Regions from separate parts of the Mus musculus genome. Here region 2 is linked to region 1. Evidence: chromatin contacts called from public Hi-C data. All regions are on one chromosome and are shown on one strand. The core of a region is the stretch at or near the end of the contact, and the rest is flanking DNA. Distances in the headings are between cores, read along the strand shown.

The links. Hi-C and Micro-C count contacts between places; a contact is called where the count stands out from the background.
Region 2: a Hi-C map of cortical neurons shows a contact between it and region 1. The contact joins two enhancer-like sites. A contact is called at or near these places in 3 of 39 promoter capture datasets (the C10 cell line, the HPC-7 cell line and hippocampal neurons) and 1 of 484 Hi-C or Micro-C datasets (cortical neurons).

Annotation. Positions count from the first base shown.
Region 1 is chr10:70,378,748-70,381,909 of GRCm38.p6, reverse strand. No RefSeq gene overlaps it. Among named protein-coding and RNA genes, the nearest start is that of Fam13c, 61 kb to the left of the region's middle. Within about 2 kb of position 1,684, at least 58 of the 459 cell types and tissues checked have an H3K27ac peak or open chromatin away from gene starts, as enhancers often do. A contact at or near this core is called in cortical neurons, where this site is marked.
Region 2 is chr10:70,854,437-70,857,598 of GRCm38.p6, reverse strand. No RefSeq gene overlaps it. Among named protein-coding and RNA genes, the nearest start is that of 4930533K18Rik, 13 kb to the left of the region's middle. Within about 2 kb of position 1,443, at least 29 of the 459 cell types and tissues checked have an H3K27ac peak or open chromatin away from gene starts, as enhancers often do. A contact at or near this core is called in cortical neurons, where this site is marked.

The sequences.
Region 1 (3,162 bases), core at 435-2,934:
ATCTTAGATTAACATTTTCCTCCAAAGGATTTTCTTAATTAGTCGCTAAAGAAAAGCAATGGACAAGACAACAGTGGTATATACTGTGGCAAACTGAAATGACAGTTTTTTTTCAATGTACGTATAGCGGGCTTTCAATTTTCTAAAGACTTAAAGATGGAGGTTCGAAGTACTAGTGCAGAGTTGTGTCTCTGGAGTTCTGCCGAAACTGTGAGACTATCTCACAGCGACAAACTGAGGCACCTATAGACACTGGCTACAGTAGTAATTCATAGTTATGGCTTGATGGTTGTAAACAGGTTCTACATATATTTAGATATTAAAGCATAGCCTTTGGTGTTCTTCCTCTAAAGGTCAAGTTCTTAGATATTTTCATTGATTCTACCTTCTGGAAACCATCTGGTTTGAGAAGTTAAGGTGGACAGGACTCTCATCACTCTGGTCCCTGAATACCTTCATCTAAATTCTTACTGCTGGACCATTTGAATACAGAGATAAGAGTACAGGGACTGTCCCTTGGGGTATCGCTGTTTTAGGTATAGGTTTTTGTGTTTTTTCTGCTTTGTTTAAGGAAGGAAGTGTAAGCTTCTGTTCTGGAAATTTCCTTTTATCAAAGGCACTAACTATGGTTTGGATGTGAAGAGTTCCCCCCATAGGCTGTGGTCTAGACAATGTAATTGTGGTTCTGCTGAGATGTAATGGGATCATGGTGGAGCTAGTTCCACCAGTGGGTTGCCCTATTGATGAGTTTGAACCAGATGGGATATTAAGGGATGGTCCCTGTCTGGAGGAAAGCGGTAGCTAAGAATGTGGCTCAGAACCATGGGTCCTATCCCTGCCATCTGCCTCTCTTCTTCCTCTCCTTCTACCCACTCCTCCTCCTCCCTCCCCTTTCCATACCCAGAATGCCTTTTTTCTTCTTTTCTCCATTGCATTCCTATTGGCTCTGACAGTGGCTTCTGAAAGGATGTTTCAGCCTTACCTTGAGCCCAAATGCAATAGAGTTGGCTGACCATGGCCAAAACTGTAAATGAATTAAATATTTCCTCCTTAAGTTGCTCTTCTCAGTTATTTCAGTAAAGTGATAAAAATTAACCAACGTAGATTTATGAAGTACTAGGAAATGATTGTTCATTTCCTCAACCCAGTTACCAATGTAGCCCAAGTGTAGATTATGGGGGGAAAAGTATTGCAATAATTTTTACAATAAACAATAATATCTAGCTTTTATTTGATCTCTGCAATACTTATTTGCCTTTCAAAATATGCAAGGGCCCTTTGTATACATGAGCTCATGAAACACAAATAATAGTGAAATGAGGTATTCTTATTCCAATTTGACCATATGAGAACTAACCCAGAAAGCTTATTTAAGTTGAACACATCTGCAAGATGCAGTGTGTATACCACTGTCTCTCTGCCCCTGAGCCCGGGCATGTATGTAATCACTGTGCCAGGATCACATGAGGACCAAGAGGAGACAGACAAAGCTCCATGTCCAGGATACATCTGCCATTCTTCCTCTTATTTTGAGTTAAAGTCACGCTCACATAAAGATGCTGTTTGTCCTAAAGGAGTCACATTGCTGTAGCCATTGTGAGCCGTGCCATTCACGGCTGGCCCATCTTCTCTCTCCCACTGGTTGCTTCTAGTCTCGACCCAGGGCCTGCCTCCTGCTCATCATGTGATGCCTGCCTTTGTTTCTACAGCTGCCAGCTGTAGCTCCCTCTATTCAATCTTTCTGAGTCACTCTGTTTAGGACAACAGTCACATGGCTGCTCGCTCAGTTGAGTAGGATCAGGCAGATGAAAGGAAGCAATGGATCCCCGGGGGTTGTACTAATAAAAAGGGCTTGATAAAGCTAAGGGGTTAGCATATAGCAACAGCAAAGACAGACTAGGAAAGCACCAGAGAGAAAAGGCTCCTCTAACATCATGTTCCTGAGTCCTATCTCTTTGGCACAGAAAACACTTGATCCTCAGGGCCAGACCACCAAGCTATGCACTGTTGGTATCAGGACCTCCAAAACCCATGCCATCACATAGGTGGGACCCGCACACCTGTTATCAAGGCAACAGCCACTGTATTCCCAAAATCTACTTGGCTCACCTTCCACCTTTACGTGTGATTACGTCATCTCTCTCTCTTCCCCCTTCTCTTTCCACCACCACCTTGCCCTTCTCTCTCTCCCAATAAACCTCACATGGAACTGTTTGGCCTGGTGTGGTCCTTCTGAGGCCGTGCAACAATCAAGATCACAACATACAGGACAACGTGGGTTCAGAACCACATCTTGAAATATGAGTTCTTTACACCTTTGTTCATATCACCTACACCTGACCACTGACCAGACTCTGTGACAGAAATCAAGAAAATCTAGGTCAGGTGTGGATAATTCACACATACACACCTTCTAAACACAACGCCAACAAGCTGAGACTCGCCGTTCTGATCTGTCTCGCACGCCACCATAAGAACACAGCTTGCTTCATTTGGGTTAAACCAAGAGTCACCCCTGGTTTTCCAAGGATGGGCACAACTGAGAAAAACAGTTTGGATTTCCAGTTTTAGTCACACAGTTGATGACAACGGTCCACAAACATTAAATAGAAAGTTCCGGAAATAAAACCATAAGTTTTAAATTGCACGCCATCTGGATAGCTTGATGAAGTCCTATGCCATCCGTCTCTGTTCTTTATAGGACATAAATCATCCCCCTTCCAGAGTATCCATAACATATATGCCACCCACCCATTTATCAGTTATTAGCTGCCCCCATTACCTGACTGAGCATTGCTGTATTACAATGTGCGTGTTCAATTAACCCCTATTTCAATTATCAATGGCCCCGAAGCTCAATCAAGTACCATCTGAGAAACCCCTGATCTGCTCTCTGTTCTTACAGATGTGTCTTTCGGATGTGTCAGACAAGCTAAATGATACATTATGAGACTGTAGCTAAAATAAAATTGCTTATACCCACCCCCACCCCCACCCCCACCTCCTCAAGTTTACAACAACAAACTAAGGCTCAATTCCACCGAAGTTCATTCTGAGGAAGCAAGGAATTGACCAGACTTCCTGATAGCTCACGGGTGACAGGCTACTTACTGGAATGTGGGTTCTCCCTTCCAAAAGGCCTTACAGGAAAGTCTTTACTCT
Region 2 (3,162 bases), core at 194-2,693, 480 kb before region 1:
GAGTTGGATCTGAGAACGCTGAGTGGTGCAGGGGAGAATCCCACGATGTAAGACAGAGTTTATACAGCAGCACCTTCAAACAGCAGAGGCTTTCTTACCCTAGAAAACATCTGGAGACAGTGCTAACAAGTCTGCACAGACAGCTCTTAGAAATCTGAAGGAAATGACTGTAGAAACCCGCCTGCCTCCTCAGAGGCGCAAAGCACCGGGAGTCACATGACCAGGCACACCAGAGGTGATGGATGCCACAGCTGCCTTGTCGTGGGTTGCAAAGCACAGAGAGTCACGTGATCAGGCATACCCGTGGTGATGTGACACTGTCTCTGGGAGAACTCTAAAGACCGGAGTTATCAATGAACTAGGTACTACACCAGCCAGTGAGAGCCAGAATTGGGGGAAAGATAGGCTACCCTTCCTTCTCTTTGTTAGATGCAGCTAAGGGTGGGAGATACAGTATTGCAGACCTGGGCTCCCTTATGGCAGTGAGTTGAAAGAAAAGTAATTTCTGGAGCGTAATTAGTTTATTCTTGGCTCCCATTCAATGTCAGCAATGAAGAATCAACTGCATCAAATGAAGTAAAATGTAGCAAATCGCTTCACGAACCATAAAGGGGTATTTATAAATGTCCAGGATTGTTATCTATTAAGTCATGAGACCCTATTCAGTCTGTACTGCAACCAAATGTCACGCCTCCTGAAGTGAGAGAGATTTTCAATCAATGCACACTGATTAACTGGCTTTGAAAATTGGCTACTTTATATGCCCCAAATCTCAGATTTTTTTTATGACATTGTGGAAGTTTGAATGAGAAATATTCTATGTAGGTGCATGTATTTGAAAACATGGTCCCCAGTAGGTGGTACTGTTTGAGAAGGTTATGGTGCAGTTGGGAGATGAGCTTCACTGGAGGAAGTATGTCACTGGAGGATGAGATGTGAGCTTTTATAGTCTCTCACCACTTCCTGTCCTCTCTCTCTGCTTCCTGTGTGCTGACAAAATGCCATTAGGCCATGCTGTCCCCTCTAGGATAGACTCTGTCTCTCTGGAACCATAAACCAAAATAAGTTTCTTGTTCCCTAGGTTGACTTTGATCATGGTATTCTATCATAGCAACATCAAAGTAACTTAATGCAGACATGAAAAAGGTAAAATAGTTATATTAGTAAATTTAAGCAGGAACAATAAATTCATGCAATTACCACCATAGACTCTTCTAAAGCAAGCATGATCTCCTCTGCTCTGCCCTTACAGCCATGTTCCCTCATCATTAGAGAGTTCTAGACTAACAGCACAGATGGTAGATAAGCCGCTATTCTAAGTGTCTGTAGTACTAAGACTGGAGGATCAAGGTAGATTGGGCTCTCCGTGGAATCCAGCAGAAGATCTTAGGAAGAGAAAAGTGTGGGGGCGGAAAGTTCCCAAGCATTGTGAGTCACCCGACCCTGTCAGAGGCTCAGACATTCCCGTCTGTCATGTGAGTCCAGTCAGCAATATCGATGAGCCAGTGAGTCAAGATTTCTTGCATTTTTTTTCCTTTACGCAGATGGCTTTGATGATAGCATTCAGTTTTATATAATTTGAGGTTAAAATTAGTATGTTTCCTCGGCTTCTTCTCTGAATGCTGTAGCTCATTTATAAGGATGCCACAGGAGATGGTGTGTAGCCTCCGTCTTTGCCCTGCTTCACAAGATCTCTCTCACTGGCTGGGTGGCTATCTTGCTATTTATGATGACCATCCTTGCAATTCGAGCAATCTCGTTTTTGATTCAGCCACCTCTCTAAATGTTTTCACTGAAATGCTTTCTGACAGGAAACACTAAAGGGCTTATGATTTAGCGCGGTCAGCATCTAGAACAATATTGAGAATTTATTCCATCAGTGAAATTGGTGGGGCTTTTTTGTTTGTTTGTTTTGTTTTGTTTTTTAAATCATATGTTGAAAGTATGTCCTCCGGGCTGGAGAGATAGATGGCTCAGTGGTTAAGAGCACTGACTGCTCTTCCAAAGGTCCTGAGTTCAATTCCCAGCAACCTCATGGTGGCTCACAGCCATCTGTAACGGGGATCCGATGCCCTCTTCTGGTGTGTCTGAAGACAGCAACAATGTACCCACATACATAAAATAAATGAATTAAAAAATAATTTAAAAAATTTTTTAAAATGTTAAAAAAAAAGAAAGTATGTGCTCCTATTAAGTCAATCCCTTAGGTTCATGTGTTCTATAGAATCTACAATCTGTGCATAGAAACTATAATATCTTGCAATGAAATAGCAGGTTTTACATAAAGGAAGAAATGAGCTAGGAAGGGGGGGAGCGAGGGAGGCAGGACTGTAGGCCAGAAGAGAATCATGCATTACAGGACTCAGCCATGACTCTCCTCCTTTTTCTCATAAATAGCTGTATGATAAATGTGCTTGGAGAAGTTTTAGAGGTTTAACTAAGGGACATCTTGTGAAAGGTACAGAATAGGTTTTGAATTTTCTAGGTACGAAAGACATTATTAGTCCTCTCCTTGGTTATAATAAAATACATGAAGCTGGATACTGATGAAAAAGTGACTCATTTTTTTCTTTTTTGGTTTTAAATTTATTTATTTATTTATTTATTTTGGTTTTTCGAGACAGGGTTTCTCTGTATAGCCCTGGCTGTCCTGGAACTCACTTTGTAGACCAGGCTGGCCTCGAACTCAGAAATCTGCCTGCCTCTGCCTCCAGAGTGCTGGGAGTGCGCCACCATGCCTGGCTTTTGCTTTTATTTTTATGAATACATCATAGCTGTCTTCAGACACACCAGAAGATGGCATCCGATCCCATTACAGATGGTTGTGAGCAACCATGTGGCTGCTGGGAATTGAACTCAGGACCTCTTAGAAAAGCAGTCAGTGCTCTTAACCACTGAGCCATCTATCTCTCCAGCCCTTGGCTCATGGTTTTAAGCCTAAAAGTTTAAGTGAAATGCCCCAAGGGTTTGGTGTCTGATGAAGGCTTCATGGCAGACACTATCACAGAAAAGCTAAGACTTACCACCAAACAGATCAGGGTTAGACTTTTTAAGTGACTCCCTTTCCTGAAATTTAGCTCAAGGACCCTGTAGGAAACACCTAAACCCTACCAAAGGCAAACAGTCCTACTGGCCTAAGGTCCTGTATATAGACTCTGAAAA